Linked DNA regions of Mus musculus: region 1 is linked to region 2. A link is a contact called in public Hi-C data. All regions are on one chromosome and are shown on one strand. The core of a region is the stretch at or near the end of the contact, and the rest is flanking DNA. Distances in the headings are between cores, read along the strand shown.

Evidence for each region. A called contact is a pair of places that touch in the nucleus more often than the background predicts.
Region 1: a Hi-C map of peritoneal macrophages shows a contact between it and region 2, with 4 times the contacts expected there. A contact is called at or near these places in 8 of 39 promoter capture datasets (the 3T3-L1 cell line, the C10 cell line, embryonic stem cells and 4 more), 11 of 484 Hi-C or Micro-C datasets (the HPC-7 cell line, the N1E-115 cell line, Sertoli cells and 7 more), 14 of 130 datasets of targeted methods (the 230-238 cell line, CD8 T cells, the SCID.adh cell line and 9 more) and 4 of 9 other capture datasets (adipose tissue, liver, macrophages and 1 more).

Annotation. Positions count from the first base shown.
Region 1 is chr19:29,166,298-29,169,559 of GRCm38.p6, forward strand. No RefSeq gene overlaps it. Among named protein-coding and RNA genes, the nearest start is that of Mir101b, 33 kb to the left of the region's middle.
Region 2 is chr19:29,249,983-29,253,204 of GRCm38.p6, forward strand. Jak2 (Janus kinase 2) reads left to right here and starts at 1,821. Exons shown (of 25, transcript NM_008413.4): 1 at 1,821-2,136; 2 at 2,455-2,537.

The DNA.
Region 1 (3,262 bases), core at 609-3,108, 84 kb before region 2:
TGGCAGGCACTGGTATAGAATACTGCAAGTACCACTTTCATGTTATAAAGCTAGAGGCAGAGAGTGCCCATTTTCCCACCAATCAGCACTCTTCTGTTGACAGGTGTAACAGGCTACAGTTTTGCTGAGCGTCTTCTACTCAGAATTTTTCAGCAAGTGACAACTGTGTCCCTTCCTGTGTTTCTGTTTGCAGCTGACTGCTAGCTCCAACTTGGTTTCCTTCTAACTCATGTATTTGCTTCTGAGTGATATTTAAGATGCAAATACAATCCTTAAACTTTGTGAGGATGAGCCAGATGTGGTGGCACATGCCTTTAATCCCAGCACTCTGGAAGCTTAGGCAGGCAGATCTCTGTGAGTTCAAATCCCCTTTGTGAGGATTAAAATGGTTCTTGGGCACCTAGTAGGTACTCAGTAAATATTTGCCAACTGCATATTGAGGGGGAACTCCCAGCTCATGAGCAGGTTATAGCTACAAACTTCTTGTGTAAGGAAGTCTTTGGAGATTTGTACTGGTTTTGGCCATCATAATGATAGACAGTTTTGTTGTTGTTGTTTGTTTGTTTTTCCTGACACAGGATTTTTCTTTATAGCCCTGGATATCCTGGAATTTATTTTGTAGACCAGGATGGCCTTGAACTCACTGAGATCTGCCTGGCTCTGCCTCCCAAGTGCTGGGATTAAAGGTGTGTGCTACTACCGCCTGGCATGGTAGACAGTTTTTGACTTGTTGGTCTAACTCTGAAGATTAAGTTCACACATAATAGAGCCTGGCCCCAGTTTCAGTCTCCTGGGGATCATCCAACAGCAAACGGGGTTAATGAGTGAGGAAGAATAAGAGGAAGATGGCTAAGCTGCAAGAGCCATGGAAGTAGACAGTGTGCTGTCAGCATCCTTTCTGGTCCTTTCCATGTTTGTGTTTCTCTATTATTACCTGAGGGCCTCCCCACAGACCCCACACACTTCAGCAGCAGCAGCCTTGTCTGAGAAAGAAACACATGCTACCCTTGAGAGTGTTCTGACCTTTGGCACACTAAGACATGATCAACAGACTTTTGCACCTCAAGGGTACAGGAATGTATTATTTCTTAAGACGTGTGAGCTTGTTATATTCCCATGTATTTGCCTATCCATACCTCCTGGCCTTTGTTCTCCCTGATGATTTAGTAAACAAAACATTGTATCTTTTAAATATAGTATAGCAATATCTTTACATGCAGTTGCGTCTGATAAAAACTCAGTACTGGAGACATGTTGGGTCCTTAGAGCTTCTCACACTCCCTTTGGGTTCCAGTTTGCCCTGTTGAAAATTCACACTGACTGAGTTCTGCAATCTCTGGCAAGTGGCGCCCAAAGAGAGACAACTCAGTTCTTCAGGTTGTGGCTTGCTGGGGATTTTCAAGGTTGGGTGACAATGGAATAGAGTCATCTTCACAGCATTATTTGGCTCCTTTGTGCTGTCTGCTTAAACAAGCAAGGGCTGTGGTTAGTCCTGGAACTTATCAAGAACTGTTACAATGGGTCATATGCCATGCCCATGGCTCCCAAAAGCATGGGAACTGGATGGGTGAGGCACTTTAGAAAGAAACAGAGCCAAGGTATTTAAATTTCTATTTATGAGTTTTTCAGTATGGGCACTGGTAAAAAGGACCCTGGAACCATTTCAGGAGCATTTACCACAGGCTGTCCTGGTTCCAAGGATGCAAGAGAATAAATTCGAGTACAAGATGTCTGTACCTAGGACGACTCCATTTCCTCCTCAGAATCTGTATGTTGGAGCAACCCTTTGAAACAAAATACAGAAAATGAAAGTAAGTTGTTGCCGTTACAACACTAATTTGGACAAACTTATGAACAAGTTTCGCTTGCTGTTTAGTGTGTGTGGCAACGTCTGTCTGAGCCTGGGTTTTATTAGGACAGTGCAGAGCCTTTCAGAAACTTTTGATGACTCTCTTGGTCACCTCACAAAGGTAGTAACAAGACAGGGTGTCTGCTCTCAAGCAATGCATACGTCAATCAAAGGGTTGGCTTTTAAAATGCTAATGTACAGGGAATTCTGACTCCTAAGCAACAAAAGAACACGATTAATGATTACATCAGAGTAGCCCAAAATGTGGAAATGCAGAAACATAACAATAATGTTTTTGCTGTAGCATTTATTTATGGCAAGCATTTAGACTAGCTAAGGCGGTTTGTTTTCAGTATGGGAAGCCAGAGACTATAGAGATGACTCTATGACTCCCCAGCAGGCTACTACATATCCTTCACCAGGGATGTGTCCCAGGTGTCATAATGGGACTCATTAGGATAATCCATGTATATCCAAATTTGAAAAGGATAATTCCTTGCCTCTCTGTCTATGGCATTGGGAAATAACCACAGAGACCCTCCCTGGGGACCCATCAGCATCTCAGGGGACTTACCTAGGAAACAACCCAGTCTTTGATCTCTCTCAGCAGCAATCCTTTGGGAGCTGAGGATTAGACTTGCCAGCAGCTAAGAATATGGTTCTTAGAACTGCAATGGGTATATACAAGCTGTGCCTACAGGAATCTGGGGACCATTCTCCAGGCACAGTGAGATTAATTTTGGGGAGAAGTACTCTTAAATTTAAAGGGAGTTACTGTTGTTCCTGGCGGTTGATGATGGTTATTCTAGGCAAATCGAGGCCATGATGTCTTCTAGAGAAATGTATTGAGAAAGGATGGTCTCTTGCTCAATTGAGTTTACTGTTGGGGTCTGAGAATCGCCACACAAACCATATAGACATCAATCGCAGTTAAGCAAGAATAGTTGATTGAACACACAGCATAGTACTGGACGTCCAGGACCACAAGAAGGAAAAACCTAACTGTGGCACCAGTCTGTCCGCAGGGCAGGCTTCTTAGATGAAAAGCCAGGTGCAAAAGTTCGAAGGCAAGCAGTGAAGTGGTACATCATCTTAGGCTGACTGGACCAAGTATCACCAGCCAACCTTTAAGCTGATTGGCTCTGAGTGAGGCGAGGAGGGTGGTGGACAGGTGACGAACTGAGGAGCTTCAGAACATGGAGATACAGGGGACAAGTGACTCAGCCATAACTTGTTGGCTTCTTAGTAACATTCTTTAGTGTCAGCTAGAGTAATAGCTGCGAATTAATTTCACCTTAGGAGCAAAATGGAGACTGAATACAAAATGGCCTCAGTTATGTTAAAAGGAGCAGGCATCAATACTCCCCCTCCCCAAACCCCACCCCTTATCCCCTAACCCCCCTGCCTCTTGAG
Region 2 (3,222 bases), core at 571-3,070:
AGACAACTAGCTATTGACTTTTATTTTTCCAGTCTGGCCATGCTAAACGTCCTAAATCTAAATGTCTTATCTTCCACCCCATACTTGTTTGTGCAGAGTTTCTGAAGGTCATAAAAGATTTTGTCCGATTCCTCAGAACTCTCCCTTATCTTTATTAGAGAATGCAGGAACTCTGTGAAAAGATTAACAGGTGGAACAAATCTCTAGCTTATGCCTCTACTAGGAATCGCATCTAGTGCTGGAAAGCATTCTACTACAGAGTGAAGAGAGATCAACATTCAAGACTATCATTGGCTCACTCTTACCTCACCGAGAATGATTTTCACTGTAAATGAGAATGAACAAGTTACTCAGTTTTCCTGTGTGGGTTGACAAAGGACTTAAATCCTATAAGCTTACTGTTAATCATCTATTTTTTTCTTGCCCACCTTATCTTTAGCTTTGGTGACATTTACTTAAAAGAAACCATGCATTGTGTAGTGGCCCACACCTTTGATCTCGGCATTCCCCAGGCAGGTAGGAGGATTTCTGTGAGTTCCAGGCTCACAGACTCAAAAATAAAGGAAAAAACAAAAAAAACAATAGATGTAAGATCTGAATAACAGCATCCGTCACGTATATAAGGGGACGTGGGTGTTGTGAATGCTTCATTTCGGTTGACAAACCTGGGGCTAAGAGAAAAAATAAGAAGCCCTATACAGAATGACCCCAGTTATTTCTTTGTCTTCTTATTTAGCCCCTTTCCTTTTACTGTCTTCCATTGAGGGTTCTTTCTTGGTCCTTAAAACACATTCCCTTTTCAGAATCCTTTTCATTGTTAGCTTCTTTCTTGAAACCAGATAGTTCCAGGACTGGATCGTTCTCATCCTTCACATTTCTGCTCAAATGCCACTCTAAGAGGTCTTTTCTGGTCATCTCAAAATAACATCTCCACTCACCTTTGTGTGTGTGTGTGTACCCGTTACTGGCAATCACACACAAAGAGCAGTGCAGATTTAAAGCCTCTTTTCTGGCTTCTATGAGAATAGCACATGCAGAATGGGTGCTGCCTTCGTCTCCTCTCCTGGGAGCCCTTGCCTAGCAGGGAACAAATTCTTGAATGAATGAACGTGGCTCTTTGGGACCCTATACGTCGTTTCTTCTTCCAAGCGGTCCCTTCGCAGAAGTGGTGGTTAACTGAAGTCAGGTACTTGGGTCTCAGCGCCCGGTCCACGGTGCCACGTCCCCTGGGCCGAGCGCTTAGGGCAGGGAGCCGCCTGTGGAAACGAAAGCAGGAAGGGGAAAGTCTCCGCGGAGGCAGCGGCCGCCAATCCTATCAGCTCGGACGCAGCGGGGCCTTCCCGGCCGGGCTGACTCATTCCCAGCCGTCTCCTCCGCGAGCCGAGGCCGCAAGCACGCTGCGCCAACCCGCACCCGCCCCGCTCCTCCTCCTCCTCGCGCGCTCTCGCCCGGGGGCTGCCCCGGGAATCTCCACGCGCGCCTCCGCTTCCCCGGAGCCCGCGGCCGCCTCCCCCGTCCCGGCCCAGCCCCGCAGAGCGGCCCCGCGGGCGGCGCAGGCGCAGTGGGGCGTGCCGGCCTCCGCCCCCCCGCCAACCCCCGCCGGCTTGCCCACGCCCCGCTCCGCCGCTCGGGGCCGCTTTCCCGAAGCTGCACCGCGCCGGAGCCCGCCGAGCAGGGCAGCTGAGCCGGCGTCGCGGGGCCGAGCGGAGGCGGCGTGCGGCCCCTGGAGGGCGGAGACGGGCTCGGCGCGCGGTGGGCGTGGCGTGGGCTGCAGGAAGCTGAGGCAGAGCAGAAAGGGGGCAGCAGCGGCCACCGCCGGCCTCCCGCCGCGCTGACAGGCTGGGCGGGCCCCCGCTCTGGGCGAGCTCGCGCGGCGTCGGCGCCTCGGCCGCGGCCCCGGCTCCGGAGGCGCCCGTCCGTCCCGGCGAGGGCTGCAGGCGGCTGCCGGGTCCGCCGCTGCGGGATGTGAGTGCGGGCCAAGCCCGCGCGGGAGGGCCCCCGAGGGCCCAGCCTGGCGGCCGCTCGACCCTGCGCCCGGCCCGGGGGCTCCCTAGACCTCGGCCCGCCCGACGCGTCTCGGAGGAGCGGATCCTGCGCGCCTCGGGGCGCTCCTGTGTGGCCCGACCCGTGTCGCCGGTGGGTGCAGTCCCTGGCTGCTGGATGGGGGCGGGGGGCAGCGGTTCTCCCTGCGATCCCGCCTCCTGCTTTCCCCTTAGCCCCCTGCTACTGGCAGGGAACTTCAAAGCTAGAAAACCTGCGGGTTTCCGACAGCCTAGGAAGGAGTGGCTAGCTGTTGATAAATGCATGCATCCCCTTGTGCCTTAGAACCCGACCCCCCCTCTTTCTTATTCTTCTGTACATTTTTCTAGTCATCTAAACAGCGCAGAAAAAAAAAAAGAGAGCATCTATTGGCCCTGGGTTTTTGAGTTAGTGACTTGCTGCTTCTGTTTTTAGGTTCCTGAAGCAGGCGACGGGAACAAGATGTGAACTGTTTTCCCTCCCCAGAAGAAGAGGCCCTTTTTTTCCCTCCCGCGAAGGTGGGTGTTAGCGCTCGGGGCTGCCTGGGTGCTGCAGTTAAAGACAAGGGTGTCTGAGATCTGCGAGCCAGTGCCTGCTAAGAAGGCTGGATGCTTGTGTACAACGGCAGGACTAATTGTTGCTTACTGCGAAAATGGCAGTGTTGAACTTTTCCTGTTGCTGTGGGAGAGTAATTGGGTGGTATTTATTGTGTCTCTTGGATCCTTAAAGAAGCGGTCTTTGTTGGTTTTACAGTGTGGTCTTGCAGAGGAAAACAATAAGTCGTCTCTTTCTCCCCCTTTCTCCCCAGTCTTAATTTTCAAGGAATTGAAATAACCTGTTGAGGGAACAAATTGGTTGTTTTTGCTGGGTTTCTGCTGCCACATTGAATGCTTCCTGTATTCACCTGCTTGCTTTGTTGGTTGATTGCTTTCCGGTGGTTACTAGTCTATCAGGGGAAACTCCTTTTCCCTGAATGAAAGGACCGAGCCGCTGAGTGTGTCACAGAGAGGAGGAGAAATGCGGAGAAGGGAAACAGAAGTGGGAATAAAGAAGCCGGAGGTTGCTTTTGGTTTCATAATAGGTTTGTATGAGTGAGTTGTTGGCTTACTGCAAATATTCTCATATAGTTCCCAGCGGATTTGAAAATGAATCATCAATTTCTGGTCCTCTTTCTCTATATCCTTTACCTGTTTACTGTTTACG